Linked DNA regions of Bicyclus anynana: region 2 is linked to region 1. The links are chromatin contacts, called in public Hi-C maps. All regions are on one chromosome and are shown on one strand. The core of a region is the stretch at or near the end of the contact, and the rest is flanking DNA. Distances in the headings are between cores, read along the strand shown.

Region 1 (3,348 bases), core at 543-3,042:
GTTCGAAGACTTCTCCTTAAACTTGCTTTGGGTGTTGATGTAGCAATTTTAGTCTTTTTACACACTGTTCGTTGACAATTTTTTTGTAATTTCATCTTTTTTGACTTCTTCTGTGCTGATGATGGCTTAATATTGAAATCTGTATCAGAGCCATCCATATCAGATTTGCGACTCTCAATTGCAGGTTTTTGATTCTGTGGAGCTTTGAAGTACACATTCTGTCGCTTTTCTGTAGATACAGAATCATCGTCCAACAGTTGCAATTTTCTTTTCTTTCTGGGTGATTCATCTTCAATTTTGCTTTTAACACTTGGCGGCTTCGCTGTAGAGCATTGAGCTTGCTCCACTTGTTTCTTCAGAATGTTGTCATAGTTGAAGAGACAGGGTGCTCTCTTGGTGTAAATCCAGTATGATATCTCATCCATGTTGTTCATAAAGGGAGGATCCTGTGGTTGAAGATGTGATGAGGGCAGGGCCGGGGCAGCAGGCGACAGGTGATGGTTTTGTACTGGTCGCACAGCAGCCGAGCCAGGCACTGCAGCGGGGAGCGCCAGCCGCACGACGCCTGCACCAGCAGCTCTGCGCTTCCGCTGGAGCCTGCGCCCACCCGCCGCTGCCGAAGCTGCACGCTTGATCCCATTGTCATCACATTCCATGCACCTGGAATAGGTATTAACATTCATCATTATCAGCCTATTTTATTGGCTCTGAAGGTGCAGGCCAGGCCTCTCTAATTACCGCACCATGCTGCGACTATGTGGGAGACTAGGTCGATAATGTTAAAATCATCAACAACCACTATCATTTATTAATGATAATGATGGCTTAACATAACATGCTCTCCGAACTCCAAAGGCCAACTTTGTGTTGAGAATTTTTCCTAAAAACTAGAAGATACGAAGAACTAAAGAAGATAGCACAACTTAGTATCTGTTAGCCCAACCCAGACCCACATGATCTGAAACCACATAGGCTAACAACTGCACCAGCGAGACAGTTAGTCATCACTCAACAGCCTATTGTTAATTAAATTAATTTTTTTCCCAGTGTGTGTAGCAGACTTCCATGTTTCTTCTATCACTGTTAAAAATTTCAAGTGCTTCCTCTTTTCTCAGTTGATTTTTTCATGTTCTGCATAGCTTGTGCATCTTATTAATGGCAGCAAATCACGACAAATTACATAAAAAGAAAAGCTAAAATTGTCAGACAAGTTTGATCAAAATCGATTGAGTACTGTAAAACCATGTACACTTAAACATTATGATTAAACGAGATATTCATGCAGCGAAATCCAAGGGCCAAAGTTACTTTTTATGATTACTTTACTATGCTAAAAAGAACATTTCGATATGTTGTTCCTGTACACCAGAAAAAATTCTGTCAATATGACGCCGTCTGTGGGTGACAAATACGATGGCAAAATATAAAAAAATACTTACTTTTAAGATTGATACTGCGGTGAAACTTATTAATTACGATTTCCTTACAACTTTAGATACATACAAATTAATAATTACGAGTAATACGACGTACTTTTTAAAAAACTGTTGAACTATAATACTTTACGACGAGATACAATTAGTGTCAATACAGTGTATCCAATGGAGAATAGAACGTCTGGGAAGTCACATTTAAAGTTCACGGGAAAATAATACACTAAAATCAAGCGTAGTGACTAGTGTATCTTAAAATGGATTCTAAATCTAAAAGAAGAAATAAAAAATTTTATGAAACCAGGCACAAACTTGCAGCAAATTTTGTAATCTGTCTGTGGTCTGTGGCAACGCTTGACAGCAGAAACAGAATCACGAATCATGACAGATTAAATAATTAATTAATTCTTATCTATTTTTATTTGATAAAATACAAAAAAACATTTTACCTTCTGCTTTACAAATATATTTAATCGTAAATAGAAGATAGTTTTTATGTTATCAACCTTTTTTTATGGAATAATTTATTTGTTTCATTTATTATTTTGATCTTTTTTTCATCGTAATCGCAAACGCGACGCACTGTTTTTCTCGCTGGTGTTTGACACAAAGTGTCAAATTAATAACGTCAAAGTCTATGTCAAAAGTCAAAGAAAATTCAAGAAATTTGCGGGTAAAATTGGTTGTTATTGTGGTTATTGTATTCTGAATTTACTGCAAATTAAAGCGTAATGTTCATCGTTTCTTTCTGAAAAATGAACGACATACAGAACATTATCGACCGTCAACTTGGAATATGTAAGTACACGTCATAAATTCATAATTTATTGTGATAAAGAAGTCGAGTAACAATATTTGCGCGGCATTTTTCAGACTCCCGGTTTAACTACGATAATGTCCTGAAACGATTAGTGGTGCAGTCGGAGGAGTCGTTTTACGGTCTGCAGAATGATCCTCTAGCTGGCAACTTCGAGCAGGATCCACCTATATTCGCCTGCCGATTTTCTGAAGCCTCGGGCTACGAACACATTCTCGCCCTCGCAAATGAAGACGGTCGAGTTGCTACGCAGGTAAACAGCAGCATTTATCACAGGCAATGGTAATGGTCTACTAAAGGTGCAACCTTCTCTTTTCTATAAAATAGCTGAAACACTAAGATTAGTTAGTTTTTAGTTTATCAATATTAATTACTGTTTCCTTATTTCTATCACAGAGTAGTATTCCTTTTTTCGGTAGGTTATGGTTGCTGGTGTATAGACTTATGAGTATAAGGCGCAACACCTGTGCCTTACTCACTGCACAACATTTTCAACAAAGTGTGGCATGGTGGGCTGACTGCATTTTGTTTTATTCTTTAAAAATTAGCCCTTGACTACAATCTCACCTGATGGTAAGTGATGATGCAATCTAATATGGAAGTGGACTAACTTGTTAGGAGGAGGATGAAAATCTACAGCTCTGTCAGTTTCTACACAACATTGTACCAGACTGCTAAATCTCTTGGCAGTTCATCTTTGCCGATATGGTGATGGCCACAGCAGAAGCCTCCCACCAGCCAGACCTTGACCAATTAAGAAAACCTCAATCAGCCCAGCCGGGGATGGAACTCAGACCTCTATCTTGTCAAACTACCGCACATACAACTGCACCACTGAGGCTTGTTACAAATGTCCTGCAGGACTCTTAAGATACTGTCATAGTCTTCAACCCATATATTTTTATTAGATTTATATAAAACACTAGCCATGAAGTACCCACAAACAATTTGCTTAAAGCTGTTGCAGCTGAGATGAGATGAGAAATTACTTTAATACATTGCTAGTATATAAATTTAAATTGAAAAGCTAGTTGTTTGCTAATGTTTTAGCTATATTACTTTATCAAATTCCTTCAGAACCCCTAAAGTGGTGAAATA
Region 2 (3,309 bases), core at 631-3,130, 220 kb before region 1:
GGTTCCCTGAAAAACGCCCCATTACAAAACGGCATGAAATGACGTTGATCTTATTGATCGTTGGATTTGTATGGGCGTTCAAACAAAATTACAAAAATCTTTGTTATTTGTGCGTTTATGAAATATGTCACGTTTGCGTTTAATTTAAGGAAGCTAAAACTAAAGCTAAAGAATATCGGGTAATTCCAATAATTACAAATATCAAACTCGCCAGGCAATTTTTCATAGTCTAGCACGGTTCACCTCGGCGCCAAGTTAACCGTACTTGGCGCCTCCCACCTCGATTGGCACTAGGAGCTAGAAACAAGCGTTTGCGAGCAAAGTGCAATTTCCGTGAACATTGTATATTTCGCGCACTTTTTACACAACACAGCTTCTTAATCTATTTCGTCCGAAATTCCTCAGTTCCTGAAGACAAAATTCTACGAACAATGCGTGTTGCCAGTATGTTGCCAGTACCTATGGTCCTGAGTTTTGGTCGCTAACTATGGGCCTCATACGAAGTCATGGCTCGAATGAAGCTCAGAGTCACACAGCGGGCGATGGAACGAGCTATGTTAGGAGTATCTTTTCATGATCGAATCAGAAACGAGGAGATCCGCAGAAGAACCAACGTCACCGACATAGCTCAACAAATCGCGAAGCTGAAGTGGCTATGGGTGGGGCACAGAGTACGAAGAGCCGATGGACTTTGGGGCTTCAAGGTGCTGGAATGGTGACTCCGCTTTACAAAGCACAGTGTTGGTCGACCCACACCAGGTGGACTTACATTAAGCCGAGTCGCAGAGATTCGCTGGATGCAGGCGGCTCAGGATCGTGATGTTTGGGATTTCCTACAAAAGGCCTATGTCTGTGGACATCGGCTGATAATAATGATACATATTTGCAGCTTTTACGTTAGTAATTTTTTTTAAAAATGATAATTCGATTTAAAGTCACACTTTCATATTAATTCAATGAAAAAAGTAAGTTGACTTTATTTAGAATGGTCATTATGTAGGTCCTATTTCCTTGAATTAGCATAAAAGCTTTATAAAAGGCCTTTATTCTTCAGTAAACTACAATCAAAGTAGAAAAGGCACATCCAAATTTTTTCTACCGTTACCAACGTATAAAAAACCAGCCTCCGGTGTTCTCACTTTATGGAAATACATCATGCCGGGCCAATATAGACTCTTCAAATACACAACACTGCCGTTCTGCTCGAGAGACAGGTTCCAACAGCCGCTCGGTATGTCTTGGTCGATCGAGTCCAAGAAATCCATGCTGTAGTTGTAGTCCTGTCTGGTTAGAAGATTGGTATTCCAGCGATGCTGTGGAGTCCGTATATGGAGATAGGACTTGAGGAGCTTCGCCTCGGAGCCCGTCAGTCCGTAGTAGTTGGGGTTTATGACAATCGTCCCATCTGGTTGTTTTAGGATTTGTCCTCGAGCGCATATTCCTGCTTCGTCGCAAATGTTGCTAATAGTTGCAGCGAGACGACTCTCCTCTTTCATGACCGGACATCTGTCTGGGTTATTTTCGTCTAAGGCTTCATCTAAAACTTTGATCTTCAGTGACGGGTCACCGCTGAACGGATATGTGGTTAATAAAGCGAGATGTTTGTACTTCTTCTTCGATTTGGGCAGCAAGCCCCAGAATTTGAAGTCGGTGGTGTAGTAGTACTTCCTGTCCGTGAGCGCGTCCCTGTTTATGCCGACCGCGATGTGGTAGTCCGCGTCCAGCGCGTACAGCTGGCCCCAGTACTGGACGTGCAGGAAGTGGTTCTCCACCTGCAGCATAGTCAGAGAGTTGTGCAGGAGCGATATCAGCTCACTGCTCAGCATCATTCCGTTTACGTTGACGTATTCCTTGTACTCCCACAGTTTGTGGATATTCATGGTTTTTAAATAAAAACATTACCAAATATCTAAAATATATTTTGTAATGTAATTGTTATAATAATATTTAATTTATTTTTCATAACATGCGCAAGACAACAGAGTGACAGGTTAAATGTTACCTTTTCAAGTTTTTTTTTTAAATATTAAACTAAATTTAAACTATTTGAAAAAAAAAACCTTTGTTAAAAGATTTTGTGTAAAAACGTTTTCAAAGAGTTTCTTAATAATATATAATAATTATAGCCTGTAGTACTCAGGGATAGTGTAGGTACCCAACAGTGAAATAATTTTTCAAATCGGTTCTGTAGTTTCAGAGCCTATTAATTCCATACAAACACACAATCAAATCTTTCCTCTTTATAAAATTAGTATAGAGATACGGGTAATGATGGTCAGTGGTAAATGGATTTCTAATGATGCAAGGAATATTAAACCATTGGGGGAGTTTAATATTTCTTTTATAATTACTTACCCTTTACTTACCCTTATTATTTATCTTATAATTATTAATTATACTATGAAAGTAAGGTAGTCCTATACATAATTATGGTACATGTTTGTCAGCAAAGAAAGTTGTTTCTTTTCCCTTAAATAGAAACAAATATAAGATTGTTTTTCCCCTAAGGGTCACCAAAAAGGGCAACGTAAAACGAGATACGTCTCGTATGACAATTACCTACGCGACATCAAATATTTGCTGGCCCTCTGTTGGTCGTAATTCGTAATTTGATATTATACTTAGCCAATTTAGTGTGATCCCCAAGTGTATATGGGGGTATAGTATCCATAGATCAATATATTTTGGACAGTGATGACGTCTTGAGTAGCAAATTACTTATTTTGCGAAAAGTAGAAGAGTCGAGTTGCTTGTTTGCAGACTCCAGGGTAACATTTTATAAGATATATCACCTGTACTGCAAAATAATAAATTGGCTGGTAAAAAATTGCAACTTTAGAAAAATTATGAAAGAAATTTATTTCATTTACTTTCTTACGTTCAAAAGGACCATAATATAATAGGATAAGAATATTCCAGATTTATTTTATTTATCATTTTGTCCTTAATTTATTTGATGTTTAAAGGAATAGTAATATTGATAAAGGAATAGTAAATATTAATAAAACAACAATTTAAAATCTTGGCGCTACTCGTAACACGATGGCGCTAGTATTTTAGTTTATCTACTGTCCGACAGATGGCGCTAAGTGTTTAATTTCATGTTTATTTTTATAACATTTACAAATTAAATAGTTACATTTTGAAGTATGTACTTTCTCTCTGTTTTTGAACCTTTTTTGTAGTATATAATTAATGTACTTACTGAAATACTTAAATATAAAAAGTTCAATAAAAGTTTGGCTAAAGCGCGATTACCTTTCGATTTTATGCTTTGATTGTAAGTAGGGCAGGTCGAGCTCAAAGCTT

What was found. Hi-C and Micro-C count contacts between places; a contact is called where the count stands out from the background.
Region 2: a contact with region 1 is called in a Hi-C map of whole larva, with 5 times the contacts expected there. The contact joins the promoter of LOC112048816 here to the promoter of LOC112048828 in region 1. A contact is called at or near these places in 2 of 2 Hi-C or Micro-C datasets (whole body and whole larva).

The regions. Positions count from the first base shown.
Region 1 is chr9:355,724-359,071 of ilBicAnyn1.1, reverse strand. LOC112048828 reads right to left here and starts at 1,792. Exons shown (of 3, transcript XM_024086506.2): 1 at 1,440-1,792; 2 at 1-660. The coding sequence starts at 656. LOC112057173 (protein lethal(2)denticleless) reads left to right here and starts at 2,070. Exons shown (of 4, transcript XM_052883475.1): 1 at 2,070-2,231; 2 at 2,307-2,503. The coding sequence starts at 2,189.
Region 2 is chr9:579,987-583,295 of ilBicAnyn1.1, reverse strand. LOC112048816 (radial spoke head protein 9 homolog) reads right to left here and starts at 1,880. Exons shown (of 1, transcript XM_024086484.2): 1 at 1,065-1,880. The coding sequence starts at 1,880. The coding sequence ends at 1,065.